Regions from separate parts of the Mus musculus genome. Here regions 2 and 3 are each linked to region 1. A link is a contact called in public promoter capture Hi-C data. All regions are on one chromosome and are shown on one strand. The core of a region is the stretch at or near the end of the contact, and the rest is flanking DNA. Distances in the headings are between cores, read along the strand shown.

Region 1 (4,687 bases), core at 1,038-3,537:
CCCCACTCCCACCCCCACACAAATCTCAGCAGGGTTCTATGTCACAACCAGATGAGAGGTTGAGAACCTCTCAGATTGGGAGGTACCATCTGGGTGTGAAATCCAGGGATCCATGAGATCTAAGCGAAGGTGTCTTGGCTTACAAATCATCACTGAAGTAAAACATTCAGCATCAAGTCACAAACAGGAGAATACAGAGAAACTGCAATATTGTGGGTGAGTGCTGTACACAACTGAATGCGAGGGGGCTCTGTCTTGAGGAAGGACGGAGGTTTTAGCTGAATTTGGAAACAGTTGCAGGTCACAGCTCGGATTTCTGTTAAAGTTCTGAATAATGGGGGTAGGTGTTCACTTAAGTTTCCTGGCTGGCACCAACTACCACCTGAACTCCAGATGGCAGCAGGTGTTAACCTACTTCTAGGGCTCAACCTTACAAGGCGTTCATCTAACTGTACTACAAACTGGAAAACAAAAACAAAAACAAAACTCTGGAAGCCCAAGGGCTCTGGAAGCCCTGAAGCATGACAGCCAGGGCTGGAATTCTCCTCCACCAGTCAGCAATGTCAAACCTGTGGGTGGTGACTTCACTGCCCTGTGCTTCAGAGCATGTCTCTAGCACAGGGATTTTAATGCTGTGACGAGAGTCGGTGAGTACACAGACAAGGCATTCAGAGTGCTGCCAGCTGTGTGGTCCATGTGTAATTTTAAAATATTAAGTGGGGCTGACAAACTGAGAGAAATTTTGAAAGCAATCCTCCACAGTCCTGAGCTCAAGGAAATAACATGTGAAGGACTGTGTAGTAGGAAGGCATGACTGGAGTGTGCCCAGCCGTTCTGGAAGAGCCATGTATATGTAATTTCTGGAGAATGGTGGAATAGTTAGCTCTCTTCTTCCTCATAGAAAATGGGGCTGAGGGTAGAAAATGGGGCTGAGGGTAGAAAATGGGGCTGAGGGCTTTCTCTTGCTGGACCTCCGTTTCTTCTGGTAGCCCTGGCTGAGATAAAGAATAAGGAAGAAGTCCCTCCCCCCTATTACTTATGCATCAAAAAAAAAAATTATCAGGTTAGCACAGCTCTTTTACCCTTCAAAGTTAGAGGAACGCCAACCTAATATAACATCATTGCCTGTACAAATAAAGAGAACGATTTTTTAAAGTCCCTGGTCCTCTATCCACCATATTTAAAAGCGATGTCATCCTTTGCTTCCAATTCTGCTGCGCAGCCTTCAAAAGAGGAGGAAAAAAAAAAAGGCAAGTGGGCGGGGGAGGGGGTAAAGTGGAAAACACCCGGATGCTGAAGACTCCCTTAGTATTTTTCTCCCCACTGCATGAACTAGGTATTAGCTGCTTAAATCGGGGTATAATTAATGGAGGAAACGGTTCTCAGTACTGGTTCTTGAGATCCAAGAGCCCACCCACCTATCACAGTGCAGAGCACGGACCTTCTTTTTCCACACATGGCCCAGGAGACAATAATGAGGTGGAGGCAGGCATGACCTTGTTTGAGGGCCCGCCTGGTGAAGCCCCTCACCCCACCCCACCCCCAATTCTAAAAAAAAAAAAAAAAAAAAAACGCAGGTCAGAATCTAGGGGCTTCTCGAGTTTTTCCTCCTACGCTCAAGGAAATGGGAAGGAGACTCGTTTTCATGGAGAACCAATTGAGCAGACATGGATGGGCACAAGGCTCATCTCACCTGCTGCTACAGGGTTGGGACGCGTTTTTCTATAGCATATCCTATCTGCGGCCCCCAACCAGTCGCCCCCGCACACACAGGCCTCGCCACGCGCACATCCCAACCTCCATGGGTGCTGAATCCTGCTGACTCACCCACCACGCGCACGCTGCGCTTTCGAGATGCCAAAAGTGGCTACAGGCCCTGGGGATACAAGCTTGTCAAAGCCGGTCAAGAATACTTGATTCCGATGACCCTCCTGTGCCAGGGCCACCCGCCATCGCCAGGCTACCTCGGTAGCTCCAGGGCAACCAGCTCCCAAACTCCTCAAGCTTGCCTTCTCCCTCCCCGCCCCCACTCACCGGCACCCGGTCCGGGTATTTCTTCCTAATCTTTTCACCTTCCTTTTTCCGATACTCGAAGGGGTGGTCCTCCTTATACTGGAACTTCATGATGGACCTCAGGATGTAGGGGCTCCCCGGACGGGGCCTGCTGCGCGCGCTGATGACTGCGTCTCGCGTCTGGCCACCCCCAGTCAATGTCAGCCTTATCACAATCGCTCCACCCGCGTCAGCTCCCACGCGCCAGTCGCCGCACTACGTGGCTAAACGTCCAGAGAAGGACCTGGAGATCTCGCGGCCTGAAGGTAAAGGACCACCAGGTAAAGAAATAGGGTGGCTTTTCCCAAGAGCTGGAAACACAAAAACACCAGGGCGGTGCTGTGACATCACGACGCCCCACCCCCGCTCCGCCCCCGGCGCTAAGGACCTGCTGGATCCGGGTGGACAGAAGCTTTGTTTATTTGTGTATCTTCTTTTCACCCAAGCTTTTCCTAAACCACTCCATCGAAACGCAAAAATCATGTAGTCGGGTTTTTATTTTTGAGGATTGATATTAAAGGTAATTTGTTAATTCAAAGAATGCTCTAACAAATGTCGTCTTCCCTCCCCTTCAAGTTTCTTGTTTGATGCCCAAAACAAACACAGAGGAAGAAAATCCAGCTGTTTCCAGAGCAATGGAATCAGGAGTCTGGAGTTGGAAAAGTGCCAGGCGTCACGAGATTTGTAGCCCGGGCTGAAATGTCCTGTGCTTGCATTTTGACCTTTGCCTGGCACCCACGACTGGCCTGCCTTCTCTGCCCCAACTCCTCCTTCTGACTGGTGTCCTTATGTTTGGATCTGTGCTAGAATTGGTTCTGAGACAACATAAACAGAGCATGACTCATGGATTTGAAGAAGTGTAAGGGTGAAGAACATGAAGTCATCAAGGTTAGAAGAAGCGATGCCAGCGATGAACACCAGGCTTCACTCACGTTCAAGGAGAGATGAATCCATTCATTTTATAAGGTTCACCCAGAAGCATGGTTGTTGAGTTCTTGAAAATACAGAGGTCAAATCATTTAGGTGTCTATGTTTCCCCAACAATACTTTGCTCTGGGGTGGGTATCACCTGTAGGGTAGTTGTCCTGATGAAAAGGCCTTATTGGGCACCAAAAGCTCTGACTGGCATGCTGGTGGAAGACCCTCAATAGTATAGAGAGAGTCAGCCCAGGCCCCTCTGACATACCGGGTTTCCATCTTAAGACTCTTTGGATGCGGGGTCACCCTTCTGATTCTACTGGCAGTAACTCCAGACCTATATCTTGGGAACATCGGAGATAAAGTTCAAGGATGCTTTGTGCTGTGAAAATAAAATGACTACTAAGTGGTACCAGGCAAGCAGCCCTGTTGCCTGATTTTATGTACATGACTTAGTGATATGGTTATAAAATATGGGCAAAATAAAGTGAACTGAATTTAACTGGCAAAACAAGAACATGAAATACATAGCCCACTTCTTGGTTTTCTCCTGGTAATCTTTCTTACATATGAAGACAAATGAATTGGTATATAATATTGTTGTATTTATTTATTGTTGTTTTTATTTTCAAATTAAAAATAGTTTAATACCCAGCTACTCATTTTACCCTTGACCCAAATACAATTAAGTCTTTCAGAAGAAATTTTACAACCAGTTGAGACAGATCTGGGATGAAAATGGTAATAGTGTTGTTTTCTGAGTAACCTTCAGGTTTGTTTTTTTGTTGTTGTTGTTTTGTTTTTTTTTTTTATAGATGTACAGTCTCAGCTAGTTGAAGGGCAGTTCTTCAGTCCACTGAAAATGTATGCAGTACATGAAAATTTAAAGATGAAATGTTGGTTAATCAGCTCTTAGGATTTTTAAAATGCTAGTCGTTTACATTAGAATGCAAAATGTATTGGGAGCTGGAGAATGGTTCAGTGGTTAAGAACACTGACTGCTCTACTAGAGGACCAGGGTTTGATTTCCAACTCCCACATGACAGCTCAGGAGTATCTGTAACTCCAGTTTCAGGGGACCTAATACCCTCTCTGACCTCTACTACGTTACTGCATGTCCGTGGTGCACATACATACATATAGGCAGAACCCCCACACAAATAAAATAAAAATAAGTCATATTAAAATACAAAATGTATCTATTTTCACAATTTTACTATTGATTCTCAGAAGGTTCTTTAAAATGTTGTACACAGGTACATTTATAAACTAACAATCAGATAAAAAAAAAAACCTTTTAAGTTGCTTTCTTCAACCATACAAAGGGCAGTTTTAAAAGGACCACATTTTCTCATATAGCCACATCAAATGTTTCTTGTACTGTTGTAATTTTTAAGATTGGATCTCTTTGGTTTTTTTATGCATATCAGTAATGGAGAAGATTTCAGAGTAGTACAAGACAAGCAATATGCCCCTGCTCCAGGTGTCTTCTTCCTTCTGGGAAGTAAACTGCACTTTACCTCTGCCGTCATGTCAACCACCACAATGCATCTTAAAATTATCAGTACCTCCCCAATTAGGTAATTCTTCCTAGAGTTTATACCCAGTGTTCTATGCCTCTTAAAACACAGCTCATCATTTTCCCCAGTCATTAGGATTTGGAACTGAATATGAAGTTGTTTTGTTTCTTCTATTTATTTATTTATTTATTTTTTTT
Region 2 (4,687 bases), core at 784-3,283, 4.5 Mb before region 1:
CCTACCCCAGATATTCACCAACACAAAAGACCAAAAAGTTCTTCTGGGCTCTCCTGTGAGGCACAAAACAGAGACACCAATGCACCTTCGAAGTCCTCGGCAGCCTGACTTCGAACCCATGACCGTCATTCCTGATAAGAAACACCAAGGTCTGATTCTAATTATGAAAAACTAGTTAAGGCAGTGACAAAATACCTTTCCCTCCCATAGATCCTAGATGAACCGCTGTCACCGCCCCAGAGAAGAAAACAGGCTAGTTGCCCATTGTTTCCCCAACATCCATGCAAGGGGCACATATTAAATAGGCCAAACCATTAGAAAACTTGAGAAACTTCAGCCCTGCCCATTGAGCAGAACAGCTTGCCTCCTGGTGACTGGCAGAACCTTGAAATAAACGCAGCATGGGAAAAATAACTGAGGTAGACAGTCAAACCATCCTGCCTCCCAATGGTGGCAAACTTCACAACAACTTTTTAAAAGCAACTAACTACAGCACCTCAGCCTATATAGACAGACTGTGTATATACATGCACATGCGACTACCTGGAGGCAAAGGCTGTTTGCAAATATCCCTCTTGAACTTAGAGCAGGTCAGGGAGCTCCAAGACTGCAGCTTTTCCACACCAGCTTGGACTGTCAGAGAAGGTCATTTTGCTTAGCTACTTCTTTTCCACCCTTCATCACAGGAGTTTTCTACTTTCAGATTGCTCAACTTTCATATGCACTAGCGTAAAACAACTATTCAGCAACTTTATTCACCTTGGTTTAATTTTTTTTTTCATTGTGCAATGCCCAGGAAAAGCTGACACCAAGACTGTCTTAGGACTTGCAATCACAATCAGAAGAGAAGAGAGGGTAAAATTCTTGTGTGATAGAACGGGGGGGGGGGGGGGAGGAGGGGCGTAAAGAGAGAGAGAGAGAGAGAGAGAGAGAGAGAGAGAGAGAGCATCCTAGTGGAGCCCCTAGAACTTTTTCCCTAGAGACCACCCCTTGGGAACAAAAGTTACAATTCAGTCTCACGTTATGCGTAGGAATAAAGAGAAAGGGTTTTTCTTTTTCCTTTCTTATTTTTAAGCGCACTAATTACGGAGGTGCTCTACAGATCTGAAGACAACCCGGGTTCCTCCTACCAATTGAGAGCGGCATTACATTGTCAAAAAGAAAGGGAGTGGGGCTCTCTTTCTCTCTTGTCCTCTTGGGCTATTACCTTCCCCCTACCTTCCCTATTCCCTTCCCTCTCTCTCCACGTGTTCATGGCCTGCCTCTACTTCTCTACTCTCTCCCTCTCTCTGCTTTTTTCTGCCACAACTACCCTCTTGACTCCCCTCCCCTTGCCCTAAATAAACTCTATTCTATACTATTAAAAAAAGGAAAGAAAGAAAGGGAGTGGGGGGGGGAGGCAGGAGCCCAAGAGGATCTCGGCGGAGAGGGGTGCAGCAAGGTTACACTAAAGGGTACAGCGCGGCCGCGAGCTGCATCTCCTTTTCCCTCGCGCCCCAAATAATTCCCCGCCAGCCTAGCAACTGCACCAGCAGCCCCGGGGTAAGGGGGTTCCGATCGCCCAGCGGAGGAAGGAGGGGAATCCGATCGTTACCTTAATGCTAGACTGAGCAGGAGTCTCAGACATGTCTCACAGCGAAAGGGATCAGGAAGTTCTCAGTTTTTTTCCACTTTCCTTTCCTCTCCCCAACCCAGAAACGCTCGGCGGGGCAGCGGGATGCGGTCGTTTAAGAAGTTTCTTGCAGCATCGCTGGCGGCGGCCGCCCGAGGGGGAGGGGGGGCTCTTCTCAACGCGCGGATTGGGCGCGAGGTGCGGGGGCGTAGGAGCCGGCGAGCACGGCGTGGGGTGTGCGGGTCGCGGCGCGGCGACCCGGGCGCAGCAGGCCGGCCTGGCGTGTCTCCTCCCACCCGCGGCCGGCGCGCCCGCCCTCCCGCGGCGCTCGCTCGCTCGCTCTCTCGCTCCCTCGCTCCCTCCCTCCCTCTCTCTTTCTCGAATGTTTTCCTTCCTGGAAGAGAGAAACTGAAAGGCAGAACTGAGAAAGCTCTCTGCTCATTGATCTTGAGAGTTTCAGGGCAGAAACTGACGTGAATTCCCAGCACCCGGCTCTGCCTCTTAAAGGAGCCACCAGGAAATAAAAGCTCGGGTTACCGCGGGCCGCGGAGAAATCAAAAGGCGTGCGGGGGAGGGGCGCGGGATGCCCACTGGGCCGCCCCGAGGCGGAGGACGCCTTTGGGGAACCTTGCAGCGTGGCCCAAGGACCAGCAAGCCTGGTTCATCTCTCTCCCGACTCCCCTGGCTGCGCCTCAGGAGGACCTGGGCCACGCACAGTAGGGGCTTTTCTGTGCACTCCCAGAGGCGCAAATGCAGCCTGGGGACCGCAGTCTAGGAAGGGGCTTTCCGGGAAGGACGCGGCGCCGCAGGAGGAAGCGAGACAATGGCCTTTGTTCTGCGCGGCGACCGCGGCCGCTTTAAGAGAATCCACCAGGAAATGGGAGCTCGGGTTACAGGCTGCGCACGGGGAAGTGCAGGGCGCGACGCTGGAGACAAAGCCGCGCGGTCGCGCTCCGGCGCAGGGACGCGGCGAGCGGGGGTGCTCCCCGCGACGGGGGCGCCCCACGGCCTGACCTCCCGCCTTCCCCGATTCGAAATCCCCCGGCCATTTAAAGCCACAGCGGCCGCTACCAACCGACGTAGGTGACTGGACTACAAAGTTGACAGGGCGCGTTCCAGCAGATCTTAGCCCTCCCCTGGGCCGCTCCTCGGGCTCGGTCATTGGCGGAGGGGACAGCCCGGGGTCCTGCAGAGGAGGGGCTGCCAGAATCCTGGGGCTGAGGCGCTAGCCTTGAGCACCAGCGTTCCGATCACTCTATTTTTATTGCTATTTATAATCTCTTAAAATGCCCACCGCAGAAGATGGTGTTTAAATTCTAACCCTCTAGTCTATACAGGTTTAATATGTGGATATATAACGAAGAGCTTGATGCACTTCCATTTTGTGCTTTGACGGTAAAATAAACACAAATGTATGCGTGTATGAATGCATTATACTCATCTTCCCTGCTGAGGGTTTCCCAGACTCACCTCTGTATTCCCACCTCTGTAGTTTCTTGGGAAGGAGGCGTGGGGGTGGGAGGAAGCAGTATTGTTTTGAAGTAAAATCTCTCAATGTAACCCTGACTGTCCTGGAACTCTTTCAGGCTGGCCTGGAACTAGTTCTGCCTCTGATCTTTCTTATGTATTTATTTATTTCCTGCACACTTTTCAGCGTCGTAAAAACGTGCTCAGACTTTCATAAACAGAACTTCTGTTCATACATACTCATATTAGGACACTCTAAATGAAATTTTCCAAGAGTCAGGCTGGGAACGCACCCCGTTGCTGATAACAGTAATGTTCTTGGAGGGAACCTCCAAGGTACCACAACCCGTTTTGTCATCTAGTAGCCATATTCACCAAAAGAACTTAGTCTTGTTTATGCTAGGTCCCAACCGGACTGCATTTACCCATTCTTATCTCTCACGAGTACCTACCTTTGCTCCCGTGTTCTTGAAGCTTTTTTGCTGTTGTTTCTTACTGGGAATTTTCGTTGTGTTCCTGTGGTTGTGTTTGTTTTGAGACAGGGTCTGACAATGTGGATGAGACTAGCCTTGAAGCCTGGTCTATCTGCCTCCCAGTGCTGAGATTAAAGGCGTGAACCACCACACCCAGCCAGTTGGTTTTTAAATTTTCTTAAGTTTGTAGTCCAAGTTGGCCTTGACTTGAAGCAAAAAAATTCTCCCGAACCCGGGCCACTATGCACTATGCCCCTTTTAAGGGGCAGCGGGTGCTTAAACATCCATTTCTTTGTTTACAGCCCTGGAGATTGAACCTAGACCTCATGTGTTCTAGTCTAGTGCTCTCCTACTGAGCATCCATTCCCAGCTAAACAATTTTTGGTTTCCCTTTGCGTCTCTTAACTGATGTTTGCAGACATTGGATCTGATGGACTTTTGCTGCGTTAAGTCTTAGGCACCCTTACATCACTGATCTAACTGTAGGGTCTCCGATAACTTCTCAGCACTTATGAGATGGGAAGGGGTAGCGCCTATGTAATAAGATTCTCATACATATGAGGATGTTCACAATGGCCTTTCCTTTATCTGTGGGCTTGAAGCCAGACACTACACACATACACAGTATTCCTATATATAGTCTTATACATACATACATACATACATAGATATAGCAAACTGGGCACAGTAAGGGACTAACCATAATTATTAATAGACCAAAACAATTATACTATAATAAGAGCTAATAAAACATACTACTGTCTCTGAAAATTTCCATGTCCATGACTGACTGTGGGTAACTGGAACTGAGGAAAGCCACCCTGTGGTATTGGGGACCTCTTCTACCAAGAGTTTCTGTAGCAAAACATTCCATATTTTATGTGTTAATTTGTGTTAGCTATGCTGATTGCTTAAGCTCACGACTGAATTAACTTCCAACTTCCATTCCTGACATGTCCTTCTCCTAGTGACTCATAGAGGTGCCACTTTGAGGTAGAGTGTGTGTGGTTGCAAAGCCAAGTACACAGTAGCAGCTTTAGCAAACGCTACATTTACACCACAGTTGGCTGCCCTTTGGTAAATACTTGCAGCTTTATGGGCCAAATGACAAAATTGAGGACTCTGTTTAAATATC
Region 3 (4,687 bases), core at 1,172-3,671, 3.6 Mb before region 1:
CCTTGAACATATGGCAGTTCCAATTCAACTTCCAGAGTACTGGAAAAACTTCCGTGTGCTACTATGTCTGGCTCTCACTGGATCCTTCAGTTATCTTTGAATATCAGGAAATTTTTCTGAGAAGAGCTTGGAAACTAGCAATTTTCAAAGAAAGCCAGCAAAGGGAATTTTAAAACAGCATGCACTGTCTTAATATGTGCTCACAGGAACAAATAACAGAGACAATTCCATGCCAAGCCTGTAACAATATATATTCATCTACATGAGTTTAGAAAGGATACAATTACATTTATACGTAAGAAAAATCACAAGTAGAGATGAAAATCATTTCTAAGCTACAATAGGCAGAATACTTCCATATTAATATATATTAATATTATCAAGCAATAACAGCTGAGTGTTTGATTTAGATTTTAATCCAACAAGACTTTTGGTCATTTGATTGGTGGTAGACATAATTACCTGGGGAGCTTTTAAAAACAAAATATTTTAATTAGATTTTAATGGAAGAAAATCATATATATGATTTAGAAGAAATCACGTTAGATTAGTAACAAAAACAAACGAAGCCTCGCTTTTCCTGTACCTATCCCCATTTATTTTCTCTAGAAATAACCACTTTTAGCTTTTAGATGTTTCTGCATTAAGTTTCCTAATCATAGATTATGTTGCTTTTTATATATTGGACCTTTGTTTATTTTATTATTATTATTTTTGTAGTGCTGGGTATCAAACTTAAGAGTCTCATGAATGATAGGTCCACAAGATAAGTCTATATGATAAATCTACAACTTAACCAAATTTCCTGTCCTCAGGAATAGATCTTGATGTACTTTGCATCTTTATACATATATCTTTTTCAACTTCCAGCCTTCCAATGTTACATAACTATTTCTTGTTAAGTAAGAACTTATATTACAGGTACAGTACTATTCACATGAGGTATGACAGAATAATTTTTTATTATTTTATTTTTCTTGGGGTTTCTAATTACTTGTTTTAATTTCAAAACAAAATACAATTACTAATTCACTCCAGGCTTGGATAAAAACTCCAGCATACATTCACACACACACCAGATATTAGCTCCTTTTCAGTCACTGAGAAAATTCCATCTTTGGACATTTACTATTTAGGTCATGTGGTTTCCACCTCCATTTAGCAGTTAGAAACATGGCTGTCCATAATCAACGAAATCTCCTTTCTGTTCACAAATTACACGTTTTACGCTCTCACTCCACAAAGGGCATCACCATTCCATTTAGTTTCTTGTCCCTCCACTTGTCAAATGTATTTCCTCAAAAAAAAAAAAAAAAAAAGTTTGTAACATCTGCATTTTACTCTGTAACTAAAATTAAGCATTCTCATTCTCTTTAAAGTAGAAAGCCACATCTGGTCTATTTGCATTACTACCAGGGAATAGTCAATTCCTGTGAGGCAATTGGACTTTCTTTCCTTTGGAACCAACGTCTCTTTGAAAGGAACATCTTCACATAGTCCCACTATTTTTTTTCAAAATCTTGCTGGCATATTTGGGGAGTATATTTTCCTGTAGTCTGACTTTGACCCAGATTCAATATATCCTCTTGTGGGAGGAAGAGAGATGCAATGCTTTTTAAGTCACATTCTTGACATAACAGGCTTCTTATTCAATGTCTAGCTTACAGTCCAGTATTCTCAAAGATTAATTCAGAACGTAAGTTTGGTGTAAATCTGTGTTCTTGAAAATCTCAGCCTTCCTTTCTCATAATGCATCTTGTGCCCTTTGTCATATCCTAAGACTTGCCAGGAATTTACAGATGAGTGGTTCCTTGGATACTTCCTTGGATAGCTCCTCTGATGCTGGAACAACATCCTTGCTTAACCCAGCTAGCTTTCCCACCTCCAAATCCCTGATAGGAGAGGTTGGGAGCCGACTGCCTGTGCGCAAGCCAGCTCTCGCAAGATTGCACGTTCTTCTCGCGCTTCTTGAAGGTGCCGCGGGGCGACCTGGGAAGCGGCCATCTTGCGGTCCCGGGTGGCGGGGCAACGCAGACAAGGCTCTAAATGTGTACCTGCAGGCGGATGTTGAGGATCACGGAGCCCGCGATGTAGAAGTACGGGAAGTTCATGCGCAGCTGCCAGGCCAGCTCGAAGAAGGCGAGCAGGGTGCGGGACAGCCCCTTGCAGAAGACACCATACGGGGTGGCGGCCGCAGGGCCCACTGCCCTGAGCGCTAGGGCGGACGGGGCGTCGGCGGGACCCATGGCGTTGTCCCACCAGGCCGAGGGTCTCCGAAGCTCCGTGCAGTTCCCGAGCCAGATGAGCCGTGGCCGGGACGAAGCGGCCGCCGCTTTCGCCCCCACTGCCAGCGGCCGCCGCTCCCTCCGGGTGGCGCGGGGCGGCGTGGGCTCCGCCTCTTCCTGTCAGCTTCCCGAGGAAGGTTGGCTGCTGGCAGTTATGTAACTGCTAGGGACAGGGGATCTCCGTGCCGCTGTCCCTTTAAAGGGCAGAGCTCCGTGAGCTGATGTAATTTAGCCAACATTTAGTACACATTTTGCAAGGATCAAAGGTCGAGGAAAATAACTGTGTCTGCTCAATATTCATGTAACATTCACTGAGACAGTAGGACAAAGTGATCTATCACCTTATGTAAGTGTATACGGGCATAGAGTCTGCATTTGTAACACACCATAACTGAAAACGTCACCGTATTAGGTTATGCGTTTACCTGTGTATTAGGACTATTTATATTGCAAGTGACAAATCAAAAAAAAAAAAAAAAATTACCCACTTTTGTGGAGGGCATGTGTATGAACATATATATGGAGAGAGAGGCAAAGAGATGTGTTTCTACTTAATATAAACCCATTGAAAGTTAAGATTAGGTATAGATTCCAGCTTTTTGCATGCAATTGGATTAGTGAGAAACCTAAGGTAGACTCTTAAGGACCAAGATACTAATTTTTATGTTCATGTTTTTTGGTACCCTATAGAAATACCAGTCTCCATTATTCACATTTTATTTCTGGCATTTATGTAATGCACTTCCATTGTTTTTGTTTGTTTCAGTAATGCCCCAGTTTAGCCTCATTTACATATTATGCATGTATGTTAGTTTCTGAGCAGGACTTTCAGAATACAGTATACTTTTAAATGTCATTGTTAGATTTTCTCATATCTGACACTGACTTGCGTGTATGTGTTATATAGTTGAAGAATCCCCATGCTCTGAGAGTGTCAGCTTGAAAGGACACTTCAATTTCCCAAACTTCAAAGGACAGTCTATCCGAAAGTGAACTCCACTTTGCACTGCAGGAGGATTTCTGGTTAGATAAAAGGCAGCATTCCTTTAAGAACTTGTGTACTGTGTTCCTATCTGCCTAAAGGAGCATCTATTTCCCTTACCTCTGGCAAAAGGGACTGTGGTTCTCTTGTTAACATATACCTTTGGCCCCTGTCTAGTCATATCAAGATCCCTTGCCTCCAGGCTTCTTCAGTCCCCACTCAGTTATGTATTCCCAAGCCATGATGCCCATCTGCTGGCACTTCCCTCAGTCTAGCTACTCTTCTGTAACCAATGTTAGTCTCACCTCGCTTTCTCTATTCTCTATCCAGTTATTCTCCCCTCTCTCACAGATAGCCCTGGCCATAATCCAGTCTGCTGGCCATGTTTATTCTACTTTTTCTCTTTGCTCTAAACACTTCCAGTTGCCACTGGCTATTCACTTAAATCCTCAATAAAATCTTCCCATGCCATGGAGTAGTCAAGTCATCTGTTTATACATAGAGCATTTCTGTTTCTCAGCAAACTACATATAGGGCTGGTGCAAATAACAAGACATTGTGGAAGTTGGAAAACTTGAAGAAGAGTGCCCATTTATGCTTCTTTTCTGCTATTGTATCAATGCTAAACCAGTAGAGAAACGATTCCCCTAACCAAAGAATAGAGAAAAAAAGAGTATTTTAGGATGAGTGACCAACTCAGAAACACAATGTACATAGTTTTTCTGCACAGGAATAATTTATTATGAAATCGGAATCCATGGAGCTGGTCAACATTGACGTAAGTTAGTAAGAGCCTGGATCTCCCACTTAAAATAGCACAGAATCAGTCAACTCACATGCTTACACCACCTGACCCATCCCTAGCTTCCACTGGTTCTTGCCCTTGTTAATTCCATGAAAAGAACTGCCTTTTACTTTCAGGGAGTGGGGAATATAGCAGCCATGCACTAACTAGTTAAGTGGCCATAGTGAAGATTTACTCCTGTAGAAAATGATAAAGAAGAGTCTTTAAAAAGCTCCCAATCCCACTTTTTTCTCAAGAGAGATTGGAATCAGACACTTAAGAGGGCTGTGGTTTGCCTTCTATCCCTTGAACTTGATCCTTGATAGCCTATTTCACACCTGCTGCCAGGTAGGTGCATGTCAACAACTGATCAAATGTAGCAGATGATGAAAATAATTTCTCTAGATGGTAATTCTCTTGATTTTACCCAATCTTTTGTTTCCTTAACTTTGATTCTTCCTAAAGCTTGCTTTAAAATGGTTTGTTTAGCTGGATAATCATTTGAGAATGTTTAAGGTGAGCCACAATGGTTCTGTGTAGAACCATATTCCTAATTATTTATTTAAGAATTTACTAATTAAATCCACTAGGAAAGAAATCCATTCAGATTGAAAGGGTTGGGTTCTAGTGATTGAA

The links. Promoter capture Hi-C pulls out the DNA fragments that hold promoters and counts their contacts.
Region 2: a promoter capture Hi-C map of cranial neural crest shows a contact between it and region 1. The contact joins the promoter of Etv6 here to the promoter of 1700101I11Rik in region 1. A contact is called at or near these places in 2 of 39 promoter capture datasets (cranial neural crest and liver) and 1 of 484 Hi-C or Micro-C datasets (rod photoreceptor).
Region 3: a contact with region 1 is called in a promoter capture Hi-C map of liver, with 2.0 times the contacts expected there. The contact joins the promoter of Smim10l1 here to the promoter of 1700101I11Rik in region 1. A contact is called at or near these places in 4 of 39 promoter capture datasets (cranial neural crest, frontonasal cranial neural crest, liver and 1 more).

The regions. Positions count from the first base shown.
Region 1 is chr6:129,530,884-129,535,570 of GRCm38.p6, reverse strand. 1700101I11Rik (RIKEN cDNA 1700101I11 gene) reads left to right here and starts at 2,287. Exons shown (of 2, transcript NR_045270.2): 1 at 2,287-2,333; 2 at 2,629-3,624. It overlaps Gabarapl1 (gamma-aminobutyric acid (GABA) A receptor-associated protein-like 1), which reads right to left and starts at 2,379. Exons shown (of 4, transcript NM_020590.4): 1 at 2,035-2,379. The coding sequence starts at 2,124.
Region 2 is chr6:134,033,046-134,037,732 of GRCm38.p6, reverse strand. It overlaps Etv6 (ets variant 6), which reads right to left and starts at 2,033. Exons shown (of 8, transcript NM_007961.4): 1 at 1,595-2,033. The coding sequence starts at 1,627. Gm46977 reads left to right here and starts at 2,421. Exons shown (of 4, transcript XR_001785383.2): 1 at 2,421-2,691.
Region 3 is chr6:133,102,973-133,107,659 of GRCm38.p6, reverse strand. Smim10l1 (small integral membrane protein 10 like 1) reads right to left here and starts at 2,421. Exons shown (of 3, transcript NM_001271583.1): 1 at 2,055-2,421. The coding sequence starts at 2,246.